2 separate regions of the Mus musculus genome follow, and region 2 is linked to region 1. A link is a contact called in public HiChIP or PLAC-seq data. All regions are on one chromosome and are shown on one strand. Each heading gives the region's core, a stretch centred on a gene start, on an enhancer-like site or on the middle of the called end of the contact. The rest is flanking DNA. Distances are from core to core; before and after follow the strand shown.

The links. HiChIP or PLAC-seq counts read pairs in DNA pulled down with a chosen protein or histone mark.
Region 2: an H3K27ac HiChIP or PLAC-seq map of embryonic stem cells shows a contact between it and region 1, with 32 read pairs. The contact joins the enhancer-like site here to the promoter of Fgd1 in region 1. A contact is called at or near these places in 4 of 39 promoter capture datasets (embryonic stem cells, hippocampal neurons, liver and 1 more), 3 of 484 Hi-C or Micro-C datasets (8-cell embryo and embryonic stem cells), 4 of 115 datasets of contacts at active chromatin or transcription factors (all in embryonic stem cells) and 2 of 9 other capture datasets (adipose tissue and pancreatic islet).

The regions. Positions count from the first base shown.
Region 1 is chrX:151,045,658-151,049,539 of GRCm38.p6, forward strand. It overlaps Fgd1 (FYVE, RhoGEF and PH domain containing 1), which reads left to right and starts at 1,513. Exons shown (of 18, transcript NM_008001.4): 1 at 1,513-2,324. The coding sequence starts at 2,018. It overlaps Gm46690 (a long non-coding RNA gene), which reads right to left and starts at 435. Exons shown (of 2, transcript XR_001782846.2): 1 at 1-435.
Region 2 is chrX:151,121,887-151,126,225 of GRCm38.p6, forward strand. No RefSeq gene overlaps it. Among named protein-coding and RNA genes, the nearest start is that of Tsr2, 28 kb to the left of the region's middle. Within about 2 kb of position 1,850, at least 12 of the 459 cell types and tissues checked have an H3K27ac peak or open chromatin away from gene starts, as enhancers often do. A contact at or near this core is called in 8-cell embryo and embryonic stem cells, where this site is marked.

The sequences.
Region 1 (3,882 bases), core at 263-2,762:
TAATAATTGAAGCCATAGAAGCAAATGAGATATTGAGGGAAAGACCAGAGAGAGTGCGTGGGAAGACAGAGCTCAGGCCAAAGCTCCCAAGAACACTACTAAGACGAGGAGGAAACTGAAAAGGAAAAAGGAGAAAAATAAGCATGATATGTCATAGGGAAGCAATTTCAGGAGAAGGGAGAGGTCACTGGTGCTACCTGAATGCTAGCAAGTCCAAGTAGGATGACCTCTAAAGAGATTCTTTTCGGTTTAGTAACGTAAGCTATGGAAGACCTTGATAAGAAAAATAGCTTGGAAGAAGTAGTAGAGGTGAGTTGTAGCAGGGTTAAAGATAAGTGGGAGGTAGGAAATGGGACACTTGACTATGAGCAAGTCTTGAGTCATCTGTAAAAAGAGAAGAGAGATAACTTTTGGTGCTTGTTTTTTTAGATGGGAGAAGATACCTGACTGTTTAAAGCCCAGAGCGAAGGGACTCGGAACGAACTCAGAGGTCTGTTGCTAAGAATTCCAGACCTTTCTTCTGGCGTCTTCTGTTCACTCCATGTAAGTAGGACATGGGCTTATCAGCTAAGTACCGTGGGACGGAGTTGGGGGCACAAATCAAGATCTTGGGGAGACTAGATTTGATATGGCCACCATGGATGAGAGTTATCTAGGCAATGGGGGTGAAACAGAAAAGAAAGTTGACTACTAGTAGGGTGTCGGGTCAGTTCTGAGGGACTTGTAGAAGCTGGGAAATGAGGGTTTATCATGACACAAATGTGGAAAATTGTAGTGTTACCCAGTAGTGTTCAGCTGCCTGGGCACAAGCATGGAAAAAAAGGCAAACAGTTGGACTGGTTCAGTTTTGGGTTGCTGCCAGCCGGGTAACGGACAAAACAAGGGACCGCGACAAAAAGAGTGGAAAAGTAAAGGGCCATGAGATCTGGTCTGAGAAAATAAGTACTAAAGGATCGCTACGTGCCAAGCCTAGCTTAACTCTGGGACATGTGGAAAGGCTTCTGGGAAAGAGTGTGATGGGAGAGCGGAAGAAGGCATGAGATGCGACGGAAGGGTCGATTTCGGAAATTGGGCCCAGAGACTCGCCTCTGTGGGACCAAGGAAGGATGGGAAGGAAAGCTGAAGGGCCAGCAGAAGGAGGGCCTTAAGCTCCTAGCAGTTAGAGGTGAAACTGGCCCTAGCGAGGGGGCGTGGCCAAGCTCAAATCCCGACGAGGGGGCGGGGCTCCAATAACTGGGTCTCAGCGCCGCGGTGGCTGCGGCTGTCTCAGCAACGGCTCGCGCCTCCCCATCCCCCAGTTCCCAGGGCTCTTCCCGCCTGCCGCGGTGCAGACCCAGGACGAAGGCGGAGAAGCCCGGTCCAGCCCGGTCCTCCGCCCGCACGGCTGGAGCATCGTTCCGGAGGACTGCCCGAAGGCAAGCCTCGCAGCCGGAGAGCGCGGCGCACACGCGCGCCTCCCGGCCGCGGCCGTCCTCTCTTCCCTCCTTCCTCTCCTCTCCCCCTCCCCTCTCCTCCGCCCCCAGCCTCCGCTGCGGCGGGAGGAAGAACCCTTCCCGACTAGCCCAGAGAACCCAGGTCGATTCTCATTCCGGGAGAAAGAGACCCCCCTCGGTGGGATCCGGCTGGCCGCTCGCCCCCGGCTACGGAAGTGACTGGTCATCTATTAGGAGAGCTCGTGCCTAGCGCAGCCCCCGACCCTCGCCTAGCCGCAGCCGCATAGACAGCGCTCCCCAGCGGGCCCCCGGCCCCGCCGAGCCCACTCCCCGCTTGGGGCCAGGGCTGGCGATGCCTGGCGCGGCAACGGCGGTGGCCGCGGCTGCTGCTGCTGCTGCCGCCACGGCTGCTGGCCGGAGCCCGGGTCGGGGGCTCGAGTCTCCGCAGTGGGGCTGAGCCCGCAGCCCCGCCCCCCGAGCCTGAGGCCGCTGCTCCGCCGGGCGCCGGGCCTTCTCCGCCCGCGCCTCCGCCCCAGGAACTGGAGCCAAGCGGGGAGCCCGGGCCCCGCGCCCAGGCCCGGACCATGCATGGCCACCGAGTCCCGGGGGGCCCTGGGCCTTCGGATCCCGAACGCTCAGCGGCAAATACCCCCGGTGCCGCTCCGCTGGCCTGTGCCGACTCGGACCCTGGAGCCTTGGAACCCGGGCTGCCGGTGAGCAGGGGCTCAGGCACGGCTCTTGGAGGCCCTTTGGATCCTCAGTTTGTTGGACCCTCGGATGCCAGCCTGGGAGCGCCTCCAAGCTCCCGGGTCTTACCCTGCGGCCCTAGTCCTCAGCACCACCGGGCCCTGCGCTTCTCCTACCACCTGGAGGGCTCGCAGCCTCGGCCTGGTGAGTGATCCAGACAGCATGGGAACCTGGGCCACGGGCCTGGTACCGGGAACGGGTTCTTGTTCTAGGACTTGGAGCCGACATGCTCACCCTAGCCCCTTGGGTCCCCTCAACCCCTACCCCCACCTCCTGCAGTATTCGGTCCAGTCCTTTCAGCCTTTGCCCCTTGCTCTTATCTGTCCCTTGCGCCCTCAAGCCTTAAGACTCCTTTCTCTTCTAACTGTTGAGGCTAACAGGAGAGGAAGCACTCCAAGAAAAGGGGGCAGGATTTCAGGGCAGCAATGGGGATGTGGTTGGAATAGGAGAAAAGAAGTCTCCCATTAGCTAAGTGACTACATTTGTGCATGGCACTGAACTGGGTACTTTTACAAGGGTTTTTGTTTCAGCTTCAGGAGCCATCTGTGAAGTGGATATCATCAATTACATTTTTAGGGGTGCAGACTGAGGCTTTGAGAAGTAACTTGTCCAAGGTCACACTGTCATTATGGTGCCTGGATTTAAAAACAGATCAGAGTCCAAAATCTGTGGTCTTCCCGCTTCCCCAAACTGAAGCTGGAGAGTAATGCAAGCTTTCTCCTTATGTGATTTCCCCTTATACGACTCAGTAGCCCGAAAGTATGAGCAAAAGAGAGAGGGAGATGGTGGACTGATCCTAGATTGTGCTTCTGCTAGGTGTGTGTGGCCACAGGACAAGGGGAGGAAGAGGTAGGGGGTATTGATGAGAGAGAAAGGTGGAGCTGAGCCTGGAGGAAGGGGCTGAAGGCGCTGCTGGTACGAAGGAATAGGACAGAGAGGTCAGAAGGGAGAGCTGCTGGGCCAGGAGATTGTTTGGAAAAATCATCAGGATGGTTGCTTGGGTTTGCAGTGTGGTGGAACAACTCTAGGTCAGGCTGGGGCCACAGACCCCGATGGGCCTTTTCATAGTCCTGAGTATCTGAGCAGCCTAGCAGAGCCTCTAGGATATTCTCACGTGGGCCTGAGTCTGGGAGCCTTGAAGGAAGAACAGTGTATGGATCTGCCCTATCTTCACTGGGACTGAAGGAGGTGGTGAGCTTTTAGCAGCTTCCAGGGCTCATAGCTCACCTTCCACAGATCACTAGGACTGTGGCTCAGGACCAGGTAGTAGGAACAGTTGGTGAAGCATAAAACATGGGCAGAATACGCCTCTCTCTGCTGTCTCTTCTTTGGATAGTTATGGAACCTCTGGGAGATTTCAGGCGCTGCCCCCCCTCACCCCCTTGTGAACTGGAGATAGGCAGCTGACACTCTTTAATGCTCTGCCCTGCTTGTTGCTTCTGCTGGCTTCCCAAACTCCCCTGGACACATGCTACTCATACATACATACATACATACATACATACATACATACTTGATCTTAGCTCCTCCCTTCAAATCCCTAAACAGCCAGAGCTCTCCCACTGCAGTCTGCATTTGCTTTGCCTTCTGCCTGTTAGCTCTTCCCTCAGCCCTCCACCTGGCTTGCTCCTCATCTTTCTGGTCTCAGCTCAAATGTCCCCTCTGAGAGACCTTCCCTGACCACTTTAAGTAGGGCCTCTTG
Region 2 (4,339 bases), core at 600-3,099, 77 kb after region 1:
TTTAATATAATAAAGAGTTGGTTCTTTAAGAGAATCAGTAAGATTGGCAATCTTTAACCACATGAACAAAAGGCAGAGAGAATATCCAAATTAACAAAATCAGAAACAAAAAAGGGGGAGACAAAAAAATCCATAGAATCATAAGGACATACTTTTTTGGGTCTTAATAACATTTAATTAAAACAGTTGTCAGCAATAATAGAAAAAAATAAGTGGGACTCCATCAAATAAAAAGATCAAAACAGCCAGGCAGTGGTGGTTCATGCCTTTAATTCCAGCACTTGGGAGGCAGAGACAGGCAAATTTCTGAGTTCGAGGCCACCCTAGTCTACAGAGTGAGTTCCAGGACAGCCAGGGCTATACAGAGAAACCCTGTCTCAAAAAAAAAAGAAAAAGAACAAAAATCAAAACAGCAAAGGAAACAGTAAAAACAAATGTCAAATTTACACAATCTTGGACAATATTTATAAATATTGTCTGTATTACAGTGGCTAGGTTTAGACATAAAAAGATGTAAATCTGTCTTGAGTCATCAAGATAGTCCAAGATGACAATGTACTGAACAAGGAGCAGAAAGACAAAAACAGTGTGCCATTCTTGGCTGGTAGTCTTGGGTTCTATAAGAAAGCAAGCTGAGCAAGCCCCAGGAAGCAAGCCAGTAATACATCCCTCCATGGCCTCTGCATCAGCTCCTGCTTCCTGATCTGCTTGAGCTCCAGTCCTGACTTCCTTTGGTGAAGAACAGCCGTGAGGAAAATGTAAGCTGAATAAACCCTTTCCTCCCCAATTTGTTTCTTGGTCATGATGTTTGTGCAAGAATAGAAACCCTGACTAAGCAGGGTGGTGGTGGCACACACCTTTAATCTCAGCACTTGGGAGGCAGAGGCAGGTGGATTTCTGAGTTCAAAGCCAGCCTGGTTTACAAAGTGAATTCCAGGACAGCCAGGGCTACACAGAGAAACCCTGTCTTGAAAACAAAACAAAACAAAACAAAAAACTAAAAATGTTAAGACAATTAAGAAAGAAATTGAAAAATATATCAGGAAATGGAAAGATCTCCTATGCTCATAGAGTGGCAGGATTAATAAAGTAAAATGGCCATCCTACCAAAGCAATCTACAGATTAAATGTAATTCCCATCAAAATTCCAATTCAGTTCTTCACAGATCTTGAAATGATAATCTCAAGCTTCACATGGAAACATGCACACACACTCTTAAGCGCGCGCGCGCGCGCGCGCGCGCACACACACACACACACACACACACACACACACCAATACAAAGCAAAAACAAATAAACAAAAAACAGGATATCAAAAACAATCCTGAATAATAAAAGAACTGCTGGAGGTTCCACTATCCCCAATTTAAGTTTTGCTACAAAGCTATAGAAATAAAAACAGCATGGTATTGTCATAAAACAATATGATCAAACTAAAGATTCAGACATAAATCCACACATCTATGGACACATGATTCCTGATAAAGGAGCAGAAACACACATTGGAAAACAGGCAGCTTCTTCAGTAAATGGTGCTGGTCAAACTGGATGTCTGCATGTAGAAGAATGCAAATAGACCCATGCTTACTGCCCTGCAAAGCAGATACACTGAACCTAATAGAAGAGAAAGTGGTGAATGACCTTGAACTCATTGGCACAGGAGACTCTGTGCAGAACACCATTGGCATAGGCACTAACATCAACCATCAGTAAAGGGAACCTCATGAAACCAAAAAAAAAAAAAAAAAAAATCGCAGATATTTGGACAAAACAGCAGCCTACAGAATGGGAGAAGAATTTTACGAACTACACACCCAATAGAGGGCTATGACCAAGGCTGTTCAGTCAGGCGACAGGTTCTCCCTCGCAGGAGTGAGGATTAAAAAGAAAATGACAATTAGACAACATTGTAGCATGACCCCAGTCAATTCTGAAACTGAAGGCAGTTTTAATGTTTTATACCATTTTAATTACATGCAAATATTAAGGGTTAGCAGTACAATAAGGAACTAGCAAGGCAGTAAGCAAAGTCCTGTGACAGATGTTTCCAAGAGGTTGTCAGAATAACCAAAATACCTGAGCCCACTTCCATGACCTAGCCCAAAATCTTGCCTGAAGCCTACTTCTTTTGTTCTACTCTAAAATCAGATTCTCACTTCCTTGTCCTTGGTTAAAGTCAAGGTCGCTCCTCGATTTACTTCTTTGTCATGCTAATGTCAGATTCCTGCCAGGATTTACTTCTTTGTCTGGCCTAATGTCAGATTCTTGACAAGTGGTCCATTTCCTTGTCCTTGGCCAATGTCAGATTCCTGTGAAGCAGTCTATTTCCTCATCATTGGCCAAAGTCAGATTCCTGTCAATTGGTCCATTTCCTTGTCCTTGGCCAATGTCAGATTCTTGTCAAGTGGCACTCAGAAAGTCTCTCCACAAGACTAAAGTTCAAAATAAATAAAGAACTCAAGAAACTAGATATCACCAAAACAAATAAACCAATTAAAAAATGAAATAAGACCTAAACAGAAAATTCTTAATAGAGGAAACTCAAATGGTTTAAGAAATACTTAAAGAGCGGGGCAGTGGTAGCACATGTCTTTAATTCCAGCACTTGGGAGGCAGAGACAGGCGGATTTCTGATTTCAAGGCCAGCCTAGTCTACAGAGTGAGTTCCAGGACAGTCAGGGCTACACAGAAAAACCCTGTATCAAAAAGCCAAAGTGGATCTTTCCACTTAAACAAAAAAGAAATACTTAAAGAAACATTCAATTTTCTTAGCCATCAGGGAAATTGTTATGGTTTGTATATGCTTGGCCCAAGGAGTGGCACTATTAGAAGTTGTGGCCCTGTTGTAATAAGTGTGGCCTCATTGGAGTAGGTGTGCCACTATGGGTTCAGGCTTTAAAACCCTACTCCTAGCTGCTGGAAGCTAGTAACCTGCTAACGGCCTTCAGATGAAGATGTAGAGCCTTCAGCTCTATCTGCACTATGCTTGCCTGGATGATGCCATGCTCCCACCTTGATGATAATGGACTAAACCTCTGAACCTGTAAGCCAGCCCCAATTAAATGTTGTCCTTATAAGAGTTGCTTTGGTCATTGTGTCTGTTCACAGCAGAAAACCCTAACTAAGCCAGGCAGTGGTGGCCCATGCCTTTAATCCCAGCACTTGGGAGGCATAGGCAGGTGGATTTCTGAGTTCAAGGCCAGCCTGGTCTACAGAGTGAGTTCCAGGACAGCCAGGGCTATACAGAGAAACCCTGTCTCAAAAACAAAATAAAACAAAACAAACAAACAAAAACCTAACTAAGACAGAAGTTGGTACCAGGGACTGAGGTATTGTTGTGATAGGCCTGACTATACTTTTGTTTGGAAGAATGTAGATTTTGGGACTTTGGACTTGAAAAGCCATGGGATGCTTTAAGTAGGGCTTAATGGGTCATCCTAGTAGGAATACGGAAGACTTTGTTACTGAGAGTGATTTGAACTGTGCAGACCTGGCCCTACAGTTTTCAGAGGAGAAGAATTTCAATATGTGGCCTAGAGACTGTTTTTGTGGTATTTTGGTGGAGAATGTGGCTATTTTTTGCCCATGTCTGAAGAGTATGCCTGAGGCTAAGGTGAAGAGACTCAGATTAATTGCATTGACAAAGTCTCAAAAAGGCCCAGCAGAGACTTTGTTCTCTGGTTAAGTCTCTTATTTTGTACAAGTGTAGCAAGCTTTGAAAGGAGAAATATAAAATATATGGTTTCAATATTAGAGGGGCACTAGGAAATGAAATGGAACCGAATCCTGTGTTCTAGGAGACAACAGATTAAGGGGGTGGGACTTTGGGGCAAGATCTTACCCAGCTACATTTAGATCTAGGGATGGTGGTACACACCTTTAATCAGAATCCAGGAGATAGAGCCATGCAGACACAAAATAGCCAAGCTTAGGGAGAGAGGGAGTTGGAAAACAGAAAGCTGGTAATAGAATAAGGGAGGCATGTTCCAACCCCACAAAAGTAGCAGAACAGGGCAGCTTTGGCCATGTGTTTCTGGCTTTAGAGTAAAAAATAGAAGGGACTACTGGGACAATTGATGCTGGTTAGCTGGAGCTAAAAAATTAGTGGTGATTAAAAAGAGACCAGAATCACTGAAGTAAAAGCTCCTGTGAAGTGTTTTCTGAGAGCACAAAGAAGATATGTTCCAGAGATAGCTAAAGTTGTACCTTGTGCTGCAGCTGTACTTGGTAGTGTGTAAGAGTCACCCAGGTGGTACTGGTTTTGAAGGCATGAAGGGGTCATGAAGAACAACTGAGGCTTGGCACTGTGAAAGGCTATGGAAGGCCGGTGGTGAAGG